Linked DNA regions of Mus musculus: all the other regions are linked to region 1. Evidence: chromatin contacts called from public Hi-C, HiChIP or PLAC-seq and promoter capture Hi-C data. All regions are on one chromosome and are shown on one strand. Each heading gives the region's core, a stretch centred on a gene start, on an enhancer-like site or on the middle of the called end of the contact. The rest is flanking DNA. Distances are from core to core; before and after follow the strand shown. Region 1 holds the start of Hivep2 (human immunodeficiency virus type I enhancer binding protein 2). Region 2 overlaps Utrn (utrophin). Region 3 holds the start of Utrn (utrophin). Region 4 holds the start of Stx11 (syntaxin 11).

Region 1 (3,545 bases), core at 624-3,123:
ACGTTTCTGCGGGTCTCCTCCAGGCGACTGTATTACAGACCCTTTCTCTTCTCTGCGTCTCCGAGGTGAGAGCGCCCACTTTCCCTTGGCGACGCAAGTCAAAAGCTTTCGCATTCAGAGGACTAGTTCCTGCAGTCCTTTGCACTTAGATGCTTTCAAGTAGGCGACTGAGGAACCACTACAAGAGACCCTGCTTCCCCTCGGTCTCTTCCCCACTGGGAGCCGCATCCCTGCAGCACAACATCCAGAGACCCTCTCCGACCTTCTAGCCTCCACAGAGACTGAGCGTGGAGGGTTGGGGTCGCATTTTCTCCTGTCCTCTGCTGCACTGGATATGTTATGTAAGAGGGACAGGACGCGGGAGGCACATGCGTATAAAGCGCACCGATCTGTGATAACAGCTGGGATGGCAAGGCTGATCTGGAGTCGTTCCCCCACCAAATACGACAGACACATCACCCTCACCACACACACACACACACACACACACACACACACATACATAGACGCTATGTTTTCCTGTCTTAGCCCTACCAGCACCAGACGCACAGAATGGAAAGGAGGGGGTTGGGGGTGAAGGGAGGTGAGAGGTGCGGCGGCAGCAGCACATCTGCTTTGATAGCAGCCAGCAGAGCCGCCGCGGCAGAGAGCCCCTCGTTAACCCCCTTCCTGTGGCTGCACCACGTCATGGAACATTCCCGGAACGGGCCAACGTTCCACCCACTTCAGGGAACAGACATAAAGGCGCAGACCCAGCTCCTCGCGGTGCACTGCCCAAACACACATGTTTCTTCCCGATCCCCCGACCAGAAGCACAAACAAGCATGCAATCCGCCCCCACCCGTCTCCAAGCGCCGGGGGCCAGCCGGCGGCGGCTGGAGCCGCTCTGCGGCCGGTGCACCCGCAAGGCGAGGGCGCCTCCGCCTGAACCTTCCATGGAGACAGTCCCCTCCTTCTTCGCTTCCTTCCTTCCTTCTCTCCTTCCTTCCTTCCTCGCTCGGGAGGAGAAAGGAGTCACAGAAATGCCCAGCGCCAGCGCCTCCGCTGCGCTCGCTCGGCCGCAGGCCGGCAGCCCGGCCCTTGCCGTCCGCTCGCCCGCTCGCCCTCCCGCCCGCACCGCCCCCAGCCCCGCGCCGCGCCGCGCCCCCTCCCCCGCTACTTGACAACGGACCGCCGGCCGCGGCAGCCGCAGCGGTGGCCCGGCGGTGCGCGCCGGTGCACGTCCCTCATTAGTAACCAGGCACATTCCTGCCTCCAGCGCTCCCGCGCGGCCCCCTCCCCCCAGGACATTACGCAAAGCAGCCTCCCCTCATCTGCATAGAACCTCGGCCAGGGTATTCCCCGCATTTCCTAATGCGCCCGACCCCCCCCCCCTTGCTTAGGTCTCCCCCATCCCCGCCTCCTCCGACCCTTACCCCTGGGCCACCAGGAAAGCGGCCGGGGGCGCGCGCCGCGAAGGGGGCGATGGAGTTGGGCGAAGGCGATTTCAGGGTAAAGTGAAACAAGCTCGATCTCTGGTGCAGGCAGGAAAAACACAGAACCGAGGCCACTTACCGAGCCGAGAAGGGACCTAGATTCCCGCCGCTCTGCTCTGCCAGCGGCCGGTGCGCCCTCCACGCACCCCAGGGCTGCACCCAGTACCCAAGAGTCGAAGCGTGGAGGGAGGCTGCTACCCAGCCAGAGGACCTTTCAAGTTGCTCGGGCTCCGGGCAAGCTTCAATGTCCAAGACTCAACTTGGCAAATACTTGTGCCACAGTCACCGAAGATGTCTTTTTTTTTTTTTCTTTTTCCTTTTTCTTTCTCTTTTTGCGGAGACCCTCCTCCACCGGGGAGAGACAGCGCACGGCGGCGCCCCGCTCTCCAGCTCTCCACCCCCTCACCTCCAGCCCGCCTCCCGCCGGCCGCCAGCCTCCCGGCCGCGAGCCCCTCGGGCGGCTGTCAGCTCCCGGCAGTCCGGGTGACAGCGGCCGAAGGAGGGCGCGACGCGGCGGGCGGTGGGGGGGATCCTCGCAGCCGCGGCGGCCGCTCACCTGTAAAGTCACCGCAGCGCAGGAGGAGGAAGAGGAGAGAGAGGAGGAGGGGAGGAAAGCCCCCCGGTGCCCTTGTTCTTGCTGCGGCGGCTGCTCCTCGCCCAGGCTGAGCGTGTCTGGTGGGGGGTGTCTGGTAGCATTTCCTTAAGGACAGAGGGAGGGCGGGCGTGGAGGGAGGGAGGAGGGAGGGAGGCGATCCCCACCGCCAGCCCAGGCTCCTCTTGTCTTTATTTATATATTTATTTATTTTCGGACACTGTTAGGAGATGGAGCCAGGGCGGGGGCCAGGGCCGCTAGGCTGGGGCTTGAGCCGCAGGACCCGGGCCGCAGTTTGTCGGCGTGCGGGAGCCGCAGCGGCCACCTCCCCTCCGGGCTGTGGACGCACCGGGTTATTCCTGGCAGCGCCTCCCCGAACAGAAGTTACTAGGAGGAGTGCGCGGCGAGGGCGGGCGGGGGAGAGGGGAGGGAGGGAGGAAGAGGGAGAGACTCAGCCAGCGACGTCATCGGATCCCCCAGCGCGTCCCTGGGAGGGAGGCTGAACCAGAAAAACCAGTCTGGAGCAGGCCAGCGGGGCGAAGGATGTGCGACCCGGACTGGCCCTGATGCGGGCGCGCGGGGAGGGAAGGTCGCGGTCGCGCTCTCTTGCCTCGGAGCCGAGATCTCCGCTGAGAGCGGGTATCGGCTTGCCACGCAGAAACACTGGCGAGTCTGGAGCGGTCTGAGAATTTCCTACTAGGGTGTGGAAACCTCCTTCGCGCCCATTCCCTTCCCTCTCTAGCCCCCTTTCCCACGTACTGGTTCCTTGTGATCTGTGGGATCCTTACATTTTGCCCGCGTACCAAGGATTTCTCGCCTCTTCACCCTCCAGCTGCACTCACGATTTTGTTAACAATTCGGGTGGTGGTGGGGAATTATGTTGCAGCCCCTGGAGCTCACAGTGTGTTTCACTAGCATTTTCCGTGCCGGGGCGGAAGCACGAAGTTTTCACGAGCTCGAAACGCCCCAATTGCTTTCCCCGGGGTCACTCCCCAGGGCGCCCCGGGTGCACCCTGCTCAGGAAGCCGCCCGCCCTCGTCTGGGTATTCAAATAGGCTAGGGCAGCGGTGCGGGGAGCAGCTGCCGGCTTCCTGGGGGGCCGAGCGGGGGAAAGGGGGCGAGCTGCCACCTCCAGCTGCGCGCTTCTGGTTCTCTGCTAGGGACTGAAATCACACCCAGCCCTGGGAGAGCTGGGCGGGGCTGGGGGAGGGGAAGGGAATCCCAAGCGAGTAGGGGCCGGGACTCTGGCTTCCTCCCCAGCCCGGCAACACCCGGGGGACACCGGGGCTCCCTCGGGCCGTTACCCAGCGTGTGTGGACTCGTGTGCACCCTCAAGGGAGGTTCCCAAGAGGTCGCTGCGCTGGAGCGCAGACACTGGCTTCTGGGCGGTGCCGGCGCCCGGAGCGCCTCCTCCGGGTGGGCTCTCCACGGAGCTCGACCGCGCGCCGCCCACTCTTTGGATTCGAGCGTTCAGGAGC
Region 2 (3,545 bases), core at 607-3,106, 1.1 Mb after region 1:
CCATTGGATTGGCATCCAGCTGGAAGTGATCTGAGCCCAATATTCTTAATTTCAGAATCAACTTTGTTATACTTACTGTATTTATACTTTGTTGGCCAGACAGCCTTACTCACAGATATTCCCCAGGGGAGAAGACTTTACTGGCGAGGGTACAGACTGGCAAGCTTGGGGAATGTCTCGCTTGCTGGAGGGGCTGCCCTGGGCCTGCAGGCCTGTCTCTCGTTTCTTCTTTGAATCTCTGTGTTTTCTCCTTGCTAACCCTGCCCTCTGATCTTCTTTCTCTATTCTGCCTTTCTCTTCATGCTGATGATCACTCTCATCACAGGCCAGCTCTGTGCTTCTCCTTTAGCAGAGCTCGTTACAACCTCTTTTTCTCAGCCACTGCCTTTCCTTGTTCCTTTTGCAGCCTCTGGCTACTCGGTCCCAGGACTTGAGCTGCTCCTTGCAGTAGGGACACAGCAGGTGCCATGATACCTGTGGCCTGCAGACTGAGTCCCTTGGCTGGCCTGGGAACCAGCTCTTTCAGGGCTGTGGTGCACAGAAGAGAGCAATCCTCTTTCCTCTCCAAACCTATTGGTCGAATGAGCAGCCCACATCACCTGGATACTGGGAACTTGTTGCTGAGTGTCCTGATTTGGAGATACTGAATCGAGAACTAACACTTGTCCTTTCTGTCCCTCATTTGGACACTTTCTTGTGACTCTTCCACATTGTGTTAGAAACTGCAAGGGCATGGTCTGGGACAATAGTCAGTCAGTAAAGTGCTTGCCAGGGTCAGGTCTTGAATTTAATTACCGGAAATTATTTGAAAAAGTCTGAGTGTGCTAACACACATTTGTAATCTCAGGGCAGAGGAGGCAGAGACGGGAGCATCCCTGGGCTTCCTGGCCAGCTAGCTTAGATGAATTCCAGCAAGGGCCCTTTCTCACAAAAACAAAGTGGACAGTGATCTGGGAAGATACTTGAGGTTAATTAACCTCTGGGCTTTATGCACCTGCACCCAGGAAAACACACACACACACACACACACACACACACACACACACACACACACAGATACACAGATAGACAGACAGACAGACACATGAGACACACAGATGCACACACACATATATAAACAGACACACAGACAACACACAAGACACACATGCACACATATACAAAGAGACAGACAGAGACACACACAGAGACAGACACACACGGACACACATACATAGACATATATAGGCAGACACATACTCTATCATGTATACAGACAGACATACACAGAGAAACTGACAGATAGACACAGATAGACAAACACACACACACATACAGAGACATAAATGCAGACACAAATTCACATACATAGAAGACAGACACAGAGACGCAGGCAGGTGTACACACACACACACAGACACACACACACAGACACACACACACAGACACACACACACACACACACTACCAGATGGCAAATACCTCTGGTTCCTTTCCCAGGGATGACCCTGTCTAGTTATTACCTGGGTTTTTTTCACTTTCCCCTCAGTTCTGGCCCTAACTGTCATAAATAGATGCTTATCTCATTCTCAGTGGAGAGAAATGATGACACACAAGAGTCCGAGTGGGTGGAGTGTCCATGTTTGGACGAGACCGTCTCTGTGTTAGCAGCTGCAGGCTGGCTCTTCGATGACTCACATGTGTTAATCCCCGTATCTTCTGAAGAGAGAGCACCCTCGGATTTGCATGGGGACATTTGCACAGGGAAAGAAACAGTCCTGTGGCCAGGGTTGACGTGCAGACAACTGTGCCTGGTGGACTGTAGTGGATGGTGCCCATGGAAGCCGGTTTGTAAGCAGGGATAGAGTTGCCTTTTGGACGGGGCAGCTGATAGGGCTGGGTCTTTGAGGCAGACTTCAGTATTTGCACAGGCAATGTGAGCGGGTGCCAGTAGTTAGGAACTGGGGAAATTAGTATGTTTAGCTGCAGAGAGTCAGTGGGGAGACAGGCAGTGGCAGGTGACAGTGGGGTAGTGTTCTGAGCAACCCTATTTGAACCCATAGGCTGGTGGGCATCATTTGGTCAGGTTTCCCGTTGGGTTTTGTTATCGAGGATAATAAAAGAAAAACTCTTGGATATCTTCTTCACGCCTTGCCATAAAGCTTGAGCATTCTAGAACTCTCTAGAAACTGGTCAGGTTTTTCTCACAATCCCAACAAATGTTCATAAGAAAAGCCACTTACTGCCCCTCGCTCTACAATATGCAGGATGCTTACAGATTTCTAAAAGACAGAACATGTAACTTCAGATATGCTGGCACATGACTGTAATCTCCGCACTTCGGAGGTCAAGGCAGGAGGATTGCTAAATTTGACTATAGTGTAGTCCTCAGGGTCTCAAAAATCCCAAGCTAGGGTTGGAGGTATGATGGCTCAGCAGCCCAGAGCATGTATGTAAGTGATTTTCAGAGGACTTGGGTTTAGTTCCCAGCACCCGTGTTGAACAGCTCACAACTGCCTGTCACTCAGCTCCACTGGGATCTGACAGCCCTGGTCTCTGTGGAGATCTTACTCACATACATATAACCTTCCACCCACATACCCAATTGAAAACAACAACAGCAACAACAACAAATCTTTGAAAAAAAAAAAAAACCCTCTAAACTAAACCAAACAAAAACAAAGAACAAAACAAAACATGTAGATGATTCAGAAAATCACATGTCCTTTTATTTTTTAAAAATAGTATTTCTAAATTGAGGCGGTGGTGGTGCAAAGAGGCAGGTGGGTCTCTGAGTTCGAGGCTACCCTGGTCTACAGAGTGAGTTCCAGGTCAGCTACCACTACACAGAGAAACTCTTGTCTTGAAAAACCAAACCAAACCAAATAGTGTTTCTACTTTCTTCTTTGTCTTTCAGTGTTTTGTGTTTTGTTTATCATTTGCGGTCTTGGTTAAGTAACTGTCCTTCCTTCCAGGAATCGCCCAGGCAATGGCCTTCTTTCCTGCCATCAGGGTAGGTGCTGGTAGTGGGAGTGGCTATCTGAAGGACTCCTGCTCTAAGCAGTTGACTATGCTGGTTTCTCCTAAGTCTCTGACAGGCCCATCTTGCTGCTGCTAAGAGGTTGCCTCACCGGGCATCCTGGAGTGTTGTTCTGTTCTTCCGCAGAGCCCTGTGAGCTACTACTTGATTCGTGAAAGCACTGGCCACTTACACCAGAAAGCAACTCCGGCCTTCAGATTTAGCTGCTTCCTACTGTGATGTGTGCACCCTGTCATGAGAGAAGAGAGAGCCTCGTTGGCTTACAACCCCAGCTTCTTCCCAGGGTTCCAAAGCTATGATTCCTGCTTTCCCCTCCTCCTCACCAAGAGCTGTGATGTGTTGTGTTTCTCCTCTGTATACCTCCATGATGCTTTCCTGATTGTGAGGAAAGGAGTCATTTTAACCTCAAGCTTGACTCTTAGGAATTCCCTTCCCTTCCTTATTCCAAGTTACCGCCCTCGCCGTTGCAAAAACAGGTGATCCTTCAAGCACATGGTGAGTGTGTCGGGGGCACATTTCTCAGCCT
Region 3 (3,545 bases), core at 357-2,856, 1.1 Mb after region 1:
TATAATAATATTGCCTAAAGTAAACCCTAAAATGTTTTCTTTGAAAATTCAACCCAGGATAGTATTTGGTGGTCAGGTCTCTTTTGTTTTGTTTAATCCATGAAGAAACTACCTTTCTTTGGGTGGTTTTTGTTTGAGTGACACTGGGCCTGTGGGATGTGTGTGTTGTTTGTGTGTATTATAGTTTGGAGGCCAGAGATTGGCATAGTGCCTTATTTTTGAGACAGGATCTCTCATTGAACCTGGGGCTCGCTGGTTGGCTATGATCCTTTGTTTCCAGAGGAAGTAGTTGGAAACAGGCATTGCTGGCACATGCCCATGCTTGCTTCCCTCTTTTATTTTTATAAAATTCGAGGGATTGAAGTCAGGTTCCCATGATTGTGCAGTAGGCTCTTTACCCACAGACCCATCTCCTAATTCCCTAGGCCTTTTGTTTTGATAGCCTCTTCCAATTTGTGTGCCCATGATAAGCCTCATGATTGATTCTCCGACAGACAGAGATACTCAACAGAGGGTGCGCTGTGATTCCATTTATCACCTGAGGCCCCATTGATGCTTTTGTAAAGTCTGGTCAAGCGTGGGATTATTTTTCTCTAACGCAGTAGCATGAAACAATTTCAGATGCAGAGAAGAGCTGAAATGTTTCCATTCGACATCTCCTTTCTCACGGCCTAAGTTCTTTAATGAGAGCACTGCTCTAATGTACTGTAGTCCTTGGTGCTTCCTGAGTTACTCTGGTCTACTGACAAGCCATGGTGTGAACGGGCTTATGTCACCTCTCTGATTGTCCTTCTCCTCAGACAGGTATCCAAGCCTCTCTAGGAATCTCTGGCCCCAGCTTTCTTCCTCGGCTGTGTGACGTGCTTCCCAAAAGCAGGACTTAGCCCCCTGCCTCCCAGTTCTCAGCGGCGCTAATATTTCACATACCAAGCTCTTCTCTTTTCTACTTGCCCTGTAGCTAGTGAACTTCTTCCTCTCCTTGAAGGATAGACCCAAATGTCATTGCTTAGGAAGGCCTTCTCAGTGGCCCTGGGCAGGTGTGACTCGTCCACTTTATGACTTTATGACTTTATCTTTCTCTTCCGGACTGCTGTCAGTCATCAGGGTTGTAATGAGGTCATTGATTATAGAGTGAATTTCATTTTATCCGTGAAGCTCGGTGTCCATAAGCCTCACTCACGTGGAAGAGGCTGTGCTAAATAAAGCCTCATGTGGATGTGCTCAGGAAGCCACTCCGTAACTGTGTCTTAGACTATATGTGGCTGGAGATGGCTTAGCAGTTAAGTACTTGACACCCCACCTCAGTATCCGTGCAGATGCCCGGCACATTTGGCAGCCTGTTTGTAATCCCAGCACGTGGGATGTGAGTTCAGGGGAACCCTGGGGTTCAAACAGAGACCCTGCTTTAACATAAAAGGTAGAGAGCAGCAGTTGAGGCAGACACCCAAGTGTCAGCCTCTGACCTCCACGTGCACATGCACACATGTACATGCACACCCACCCCTTTCACATGTGCACACACAGACCTGTGCCAGAAGCAAAGGAAAAAACAAATAAGGAATATGTTTCTGTATTTCTACTCAATACTTTCTCTTTTCCTGTTAGGTATTCATGCTAGCCTGGACCATTTTTCAGATTTAGCCTTCAGAAGAGGATCTGGGAAAGCCTTTGGATTATACTGAAACTCATTCAAGATGGCCAAGTATGGGGACCTTGAAGCCAGGCCTGATGATGGGCAGAACGAATTCAGTGACATCATTAAGTCCAGATCTGGTGAGTAATGGATGCATCACTGTGGAGCCCTCTGTATAGACTGTGTTGAAGACAGAGATTTCTTAGCTTGTTGTGCATTGTTCTTGTTAAGTAAACTTCTGAGAAACTGAATTCTGAGCCGTGAGTGACTATTGCTCTGTGAAAGGCAATCTCCAGTCTCTGTGTGGCCTATCTTACACTCCCAGCTTGCCTTTGTTACATTGTGTGTGCAGTAGTTTTACTGGGAGAAACTCCTGCCTACAGCATAACTGATGCTGCGCAGTTATGATGTCAATAAGATAGACAAGCTTAGTCTAACATTTACCCTTATTACCTGAAAACGGAAAGGAATCACATGCTTAGAGTAGCGAATACCATAGTTTCTGGTGGAAAGATCATTTTGTGGTGGGATTCCTTAACCTTTTGCCCACCTGCTAATTGCTGTTGGATGCTAACACTGGCATGTGACCTTCTCTTTCCTTTTAGAAATGTTAGTTTCTAAAGATACAGTCTTCCCCAGTGTGATCAAATCAGCCAGACTAAGACCGACGAATGACTTTCATGTGAACATTCGGATTGGAGGTCTTTGGATGCCACCCCACCCCCAGCTTATTATATAACCACTGCTTTTCAATTCTGGCTCTCCAAATGAATCAACTGGGAGTTTTTTTACAAATGCAGATGTGTTGGCTCTGCTCCAAACCCACTGAATGAAAATTTCTGTATTTTTAAAAGAGCTTCAAACATGGTTCCGAGACAGGCTCAAAGGGGAGATATTTTTGAGCAAGCATGGCCTTTTTAAGCTGGGAAAATTATATAGAGTTCTCACCTGGGTGTGAGCATTGTCCTTTTGTAACTCCAGCATTATAAACATTCCTTCGTGTCACTCTTCAACAACAACAACAACAACAACAACATTGAATAGAACTCAAAGGTGATATTTCCTGTTGGAAATGTCTGTGTGTTATGGTAAGAGTTCATTTCTTAGTCGAAACTGCTAAAATACGTGCAGGAAATGAGATCTCAGTAGGATATGCATTGCCCTTCGTGATGCTGGTTGTGCTTGGTCTGTGAAACGTCTGGATGTTACAGATAAGGCTGTGACTATGCAGTGGTTTTTGTAGCTTTAAGGACTCTTTGGGAAGTGCGTCGGCATGTTGTGTGGTGTATTCACTGTGATCTCCTAAATGTCATTTTAGGGGTACAGAATTCATATGTAGAGATGTGGAAAGTGACAGGAAAGTGGAAGAGAGACAGCTAGATGTCTCTGTACGTCTCAGAGTCTATAACTTGTGAGGCCAGGTGATCCTTCGCATCGTCCCGAATCAACCTTTATTACAGAAGACCTTGGATTCTGGGGTAGGAAGGTGGCTGCGTGGGTAAATGCTGTCGAAGCCTAGTGATCCGCGCTCAGCTCTCGGGACCCCAGTAAAGAAAGGGAGAGGAGAGAACCCTTTCCACAGAAACTGTCCTCTTACTCCATACGTGCACATTGGCATGTGCGCAGACACACATATACATCAATAGTAAATAAAATACACTAAAAAAAAGACTTTAGATATTTGTCACTGGTTCTCTGTCTTTGTCCACTAGAAAATAGTTTTATGGAAAAATTTAACTTTTAGAGTATATTCTGAGTATCCACACTTCCAAACTATTTCTTAAATTTAAAATGGCTATTTATAAAGTTAGTAAGGTCCATACATGGCTGGGGGTAATTTGTTACAGTGTATACTTTTTGGTGTTAAGATAGTTTGTTTATAAAATATTGTGGTGGTTTGAATAGCTATGGT
Region 4 (3,545 bases), core at 331-2,830, 1.0 Mb after region 1:
CAAGGCTCTGCAGGCACATTTTTATGTAGGTTGTGGGGAATCTTAGCTCCTCGAGCTAAAGGGTAACTGCATTATCCCCTGAGCTATCACCCAGGCCCATAGCTAGGGAGGTTTAAGGGTGTTGGGTTGCTAGGTTTCATTGGATATTTCCTTCATGATAAGACTACGGTGAGCTGGGAGACAGTGCTGTACGCCTTTAATCCAAGTACTTGCAGGTGGATCTCTGAGTTCGAGGCCAGCCTGGTCTACAGAGTGAGTTCCAGGACAGCCAGGACTACACAGAGAAACCCTGACTCAAAAAAACAAAACAAAACAAATGAAAAGCAAAACAAAACAGAAGGCTGGGGCATGGAGGAGAAAGGCCCCAAGGATAAAGTGTTACCTTTACCTGGCTTTAAGTATCTGACCTTGTGTATTGGGTGAACTGTGTGGCTGCTCTGTGTGTGGTAAAAACTACTTTCCGTCTCCTTTCCATACAGTCCTCTGTTGAGGTGAGGAGCAGGCTGGCCCACACTTAGAGTGCAGAGACAAGCTTCTTTTCCATGAAAGTGGAGTTTCTGCTTAAGTTGCCTGAAGTTGCTCTGCCCCGGAGATTTGTCTTTCTGGCCTTACCTGGCCTTACATTAGTAGATCGATTCATCGGTCATTTCACATTAGATGGATAACTTTGGGTTACCGTAACACCTTGTTCCTCAAATTCTTCTGGCGGTGGCTTCCTATCAATGCATATCATCTTTCTTTCTTCCTGTGTTCTTTTTTTAAGATTTATTAAATATTATTTATTATTATATGTAAGTACACTGTAGCTGTGTCTTTCAGATACACCAGAGAAGGGCGTCAGATTTCATTATGGATGTTGTGAGCCACTGTGAGCCACCATGTGGTTGCTGGGATTTGAACTCAGGACCTTTAGAAGAGCAGTCAGCGCTCTTAACCACTGAGCCATCTCTCCAGCCCCTCCTCTCATACTTTCTTTGTTTCTTGATGGCTAGCCTTCTACCTTGTTTGTCCAGCGGTTTCCCACCCCCTAGCCAGAATGCCCCTTTTCTGTTTCTGAGCCCCCAGTAGGGTGCCAGGCAACGAGGACAAGGTCGTGGCAATACTCCTGTGGGTGTCCCACTGACAGCAGGCAGGAAGGGGCTAGTGGAAGGCGGGGCTCAGTGTCTACGTGGTCCACAACCTCGGGTTAGGCAGTCGTGCGGGTCCCCGCTGGCGCAGCCACACCCACGCTCAGAAACGGTTTCTAGTGCCCTAGTTTCGGAACTACTCTGGACTGCAAAAGTCATCCGCGCTGAGGGGTTTTCCCGCGGAAAGTCCGATGGATCCCGCCCCGCCCATCTCTCCATCCCAGAGCAAGGAAGAAGAAAGAGCAAGTTCCCGGGTGGTCCACACCGTCGCCCGCAGCATCTCGGGGTGCACAGGAGGGGAAGAAGGCTCGTGCTTAGGTTCCCAGCAACCCGCAGCGTGGCGACCCCAGTCGGGACGGGAAGCTGCGCGCCTAGCCGAGGGCGTCCCCGGGGCGGGGCCCTGGTCCCCAGCTGTGCAGCCTCAGCGCGGCAGGGGCGGAGCCAGCAGCACCAGACGCGGCCCTGCGGCTCAGGGCTCGGACCCCGGCTGAGAAGCGCAGCCCGGGCCAGCAAGAAGCGGAGGGGGCAGAGCCGCGGGGACACGCCGCGGTGTCCTCCCGGCGTCCGGACGCTGGATCAGCGCCCCGCAGGATCACGGTTCGTTTTGTCCCGCGAGTCTGCTTAGCTCTCTAACTCTTTCGACATCGGGGACCCAGGTTCGGGGTTGGCTGGAGTGGTGGACCGCGCTGGCAGGGATGCTGCGCAGCTGCAGGTGGGTTTGGGGTGTGGTTCCCTCTGTGCCTCTAGGTACCTTCAGGACGAGGCTTTGGGTTTCTCACCTAGAGCCGAGAGCTTTTTTTTTTTTTTTTTTTTTTTTTTTTTTTTTTTTTTTTTTTTTATGTTTAAGAATATAATGCGTTATCAGAAGTGCTTCAGAAATGTAGACTGACTCTGAAGCTTCCTGAGGCAACTTCTGTTTTGAATTTTTGTTGTTTTTATTTAATGGAGGTGTTTTATTCAGTTCGGTCGCCACTTTCTCTAACACATCAGAATGGACACTTCTCCACTTGAACTTGACAGTATGACTCAGGAGCCAGGAAATACAGGAACACTGATACCGCGTTGAAACAGCTCCCACGGAGGATTTGGGGTAGTTTGTTTTAGGAAACCGATCTGATGGCTTTGCTTAGAGAACCACACCACGGAATTCTGTTGGCTTCTTTGGCTCCGCGAACATCAGCTGAGACCTGCGTTTTACTTCCTGTGACTCTCACACTTATTAGAGCCATTTCTCAGCAGAGGGAGGAGCTGTTGTTTCTACACGGGTATCCACAAATGAGTCACAAGTCTACTACAATTGCAAGGCTTTGTTAATACGCTTTTGAAAAGTGAGGTTGGATTCCTGTACTTTGAATAAGACCGAAGATTCAGTCTGGTACTGTCAAACTGGGGCAGGCGGCCTAGGAAGTAACTATTCAAGTTTTCAGTTTCCTAGAGCGCCTGATGGGACAACATGCCAGCTAGGGTCACTAGGCTGATCTGAGATAAACCCTTAAAATCATGTGCTTTCCCACAGAAGCTGAAGAGAAAATTAATTTCTTTATCCAATAACCATTTGGCTGTTGTTTTCACTAGTTGGTAGAAACTGGACATTTAATGAAGTGATTGTAAGTTACTCTGAAATTTAAAATATTTCAGAAAGTTTATTTTTACCAAATTAGTGCCTTAAAAAAAAACATATAGAAGCTTTTGAAGAAAGTAGATGGTTGCTGGAGCCAGACATTAAGATGCTGAGTCTCCCTGAGGCTGGATAAAGGCTCTAAGAAATAGACTTCCCTATCTAGGAGCTCAGTAGAGACAGGAATAACTGCATATCCTGGCTGAGCTGAGGTCAGCCTTAGACAGCAGTTGCAAGGTTCTGGTCTGTTCCAGCCTTTTCATCCAGGTCCATGCATGCAATATGGACACAATGCTATCCTGGCAGCCAGGGCCACAGCTGAGCAGATTCTCCTGGACATCCAACACCGTGAGATGGATGCTATGGGAAATTTATACCCAAAGAAGGTGCCCCAGTGTGGGGGATCAGAGTATCCTGGATCACTGCTGGGACAGCAAGGGAAGGTCTGGGTTCTCATCATCTGCTTGTCTTGGTTGGCAGCCTAGTTTTCATTCAATACATGCATGATTTAAAAAGCATATTAGCATATGTCTATGATTTAAAAGCCCATTAGGAAGGCATGGCTTTTAAAGTGTTTGAATTAACCATGTTTCACATTACTTAGCAGCTGTGTAAAGGCAAACCCAGTCTCTGTTATCATCCCTGGGCAGTTGGGGGCACTCTTTTAAACACCAGAGTGACTTAGGAGTGATTAGCAGCTGTCTACTCACCAGTTGATACAATAGTTGCTCCCCATCTGAGGACTGGCTTGACTCCCATGATTTTTGCTACCCAAGCTCTGAAATAGAAAGTTCCAGAAT

The links. Promoter capture Hi-C pulls out the DNA fragments that hold promoters and counts their contacts. A called contact is a pair of places that touch in the nucleus more often than the background predicts. HiChIP or PLAC-seq counts read pairs in DNA pulled down with a chosen protein or histone mark.
Region 2: a contact with region 1 is called in a Hi-C map of CD8 T cells, with 2.8 times the contacts expected there. The contact joins the enhancer-like site here to the promoter of Hivep2 in region 1. A contact is called at or near these places in 1 of 484 Hi-C or Micro-C datasets (CD8 T cells) and 2 of 115 datasets of contacts at active chromatin or transcription factors (pancreatic cancer cells and thymic regulatory T cells).
Region 3: an H3K27ac HiChIP or PLAC-seq map of thymic regulatory T cells shows a contact between it and region 1, with 3 times the contacts expected there. The contact joins the promoter of Utrn here to the promoter of Hivep2 in region 1. A contact is called at or near these places in 2 of 39 promoter capture datasets (liver and pre-B cells), 5 of 484 Hi-C or Micro-C datasets (cardiomyocytes, embryonic stem cells and pre-B cells), 7 of 115 datasets of contacts at active chromatin or transcription factors (astrocytes, extraembryonic endoderm stem cells, large pre-B cells and 4 more) and 2 of 9 other capture datasets (adipose tissue and liver).
Region 4: a contact with region 1 is called in a promoter capture Hi-C map of pre-B cells, with 4 times the contacts expected there. The contact joins the promoter of Stx11 here to the promoter of Hivep2 in region 1. A contact is called at or near these places in 2 of 39 promoter capture datasets (embryonic stem cells and pre-B cells), 1 of 484 Hi-C or Micro-C datasets (natural killer cells), 2 of 115 datasets of contacts at active chromatin or transcription factors (bone marrow-derived macrophages and regulatory T cells) and 1 of 9 other capture datasets (macrophages).

What each region holds. Positions count from the first base shown.
Region 1 is chr10:13,964,707-13,968,251 of GRCm38.p6, reverse strand. Hivep2 (human immunodeficiency virus type I enhancer binding protein 2) reads right to left here and starts at 1,873. Exons shown (of 9, transcript NM_010437.2): 1 at 1,555-1,873.
Region 2 is chr10:12,819,617-12,823,161 of GRCm38.p6, reverse strand. The region is part of intron 1 of Utrn (utrophin); the gene reads left to right. Among named protein-coding and RNA genes, the nearest start is that of Utrn, 40 kb to the left of the region's middle. Within about 2 kb of position 1,856, at least 78 of the 459 cell types and tissues checked have an H3K27ac peak or open chromatin away from gene starts, as enhancers often do. A contact at or near this core is called in CD8 T cells and pancreatic cancer cells, where this site is marked.
Region 3 is chr10:12,859,796-12,863,340 of GRCm38.p6, reverse strand. It overlaps Utrn (utrophin), which reads left to right and starts at 1,606. Exons shown (of 74, transcript NM_011682.4): 1 at 1,606-1,773. The coding sequence starts at 1,695.
Region 4 is chr10:12,962,294-12,965,838 of GRCm38.p6, reverse strand. It overlaps Stx11 (syntaxin 11), which reads left to right and starts at 1,580. Exons shown (of 3, transcript NM_029075.1): 1 at 1,580-1,839.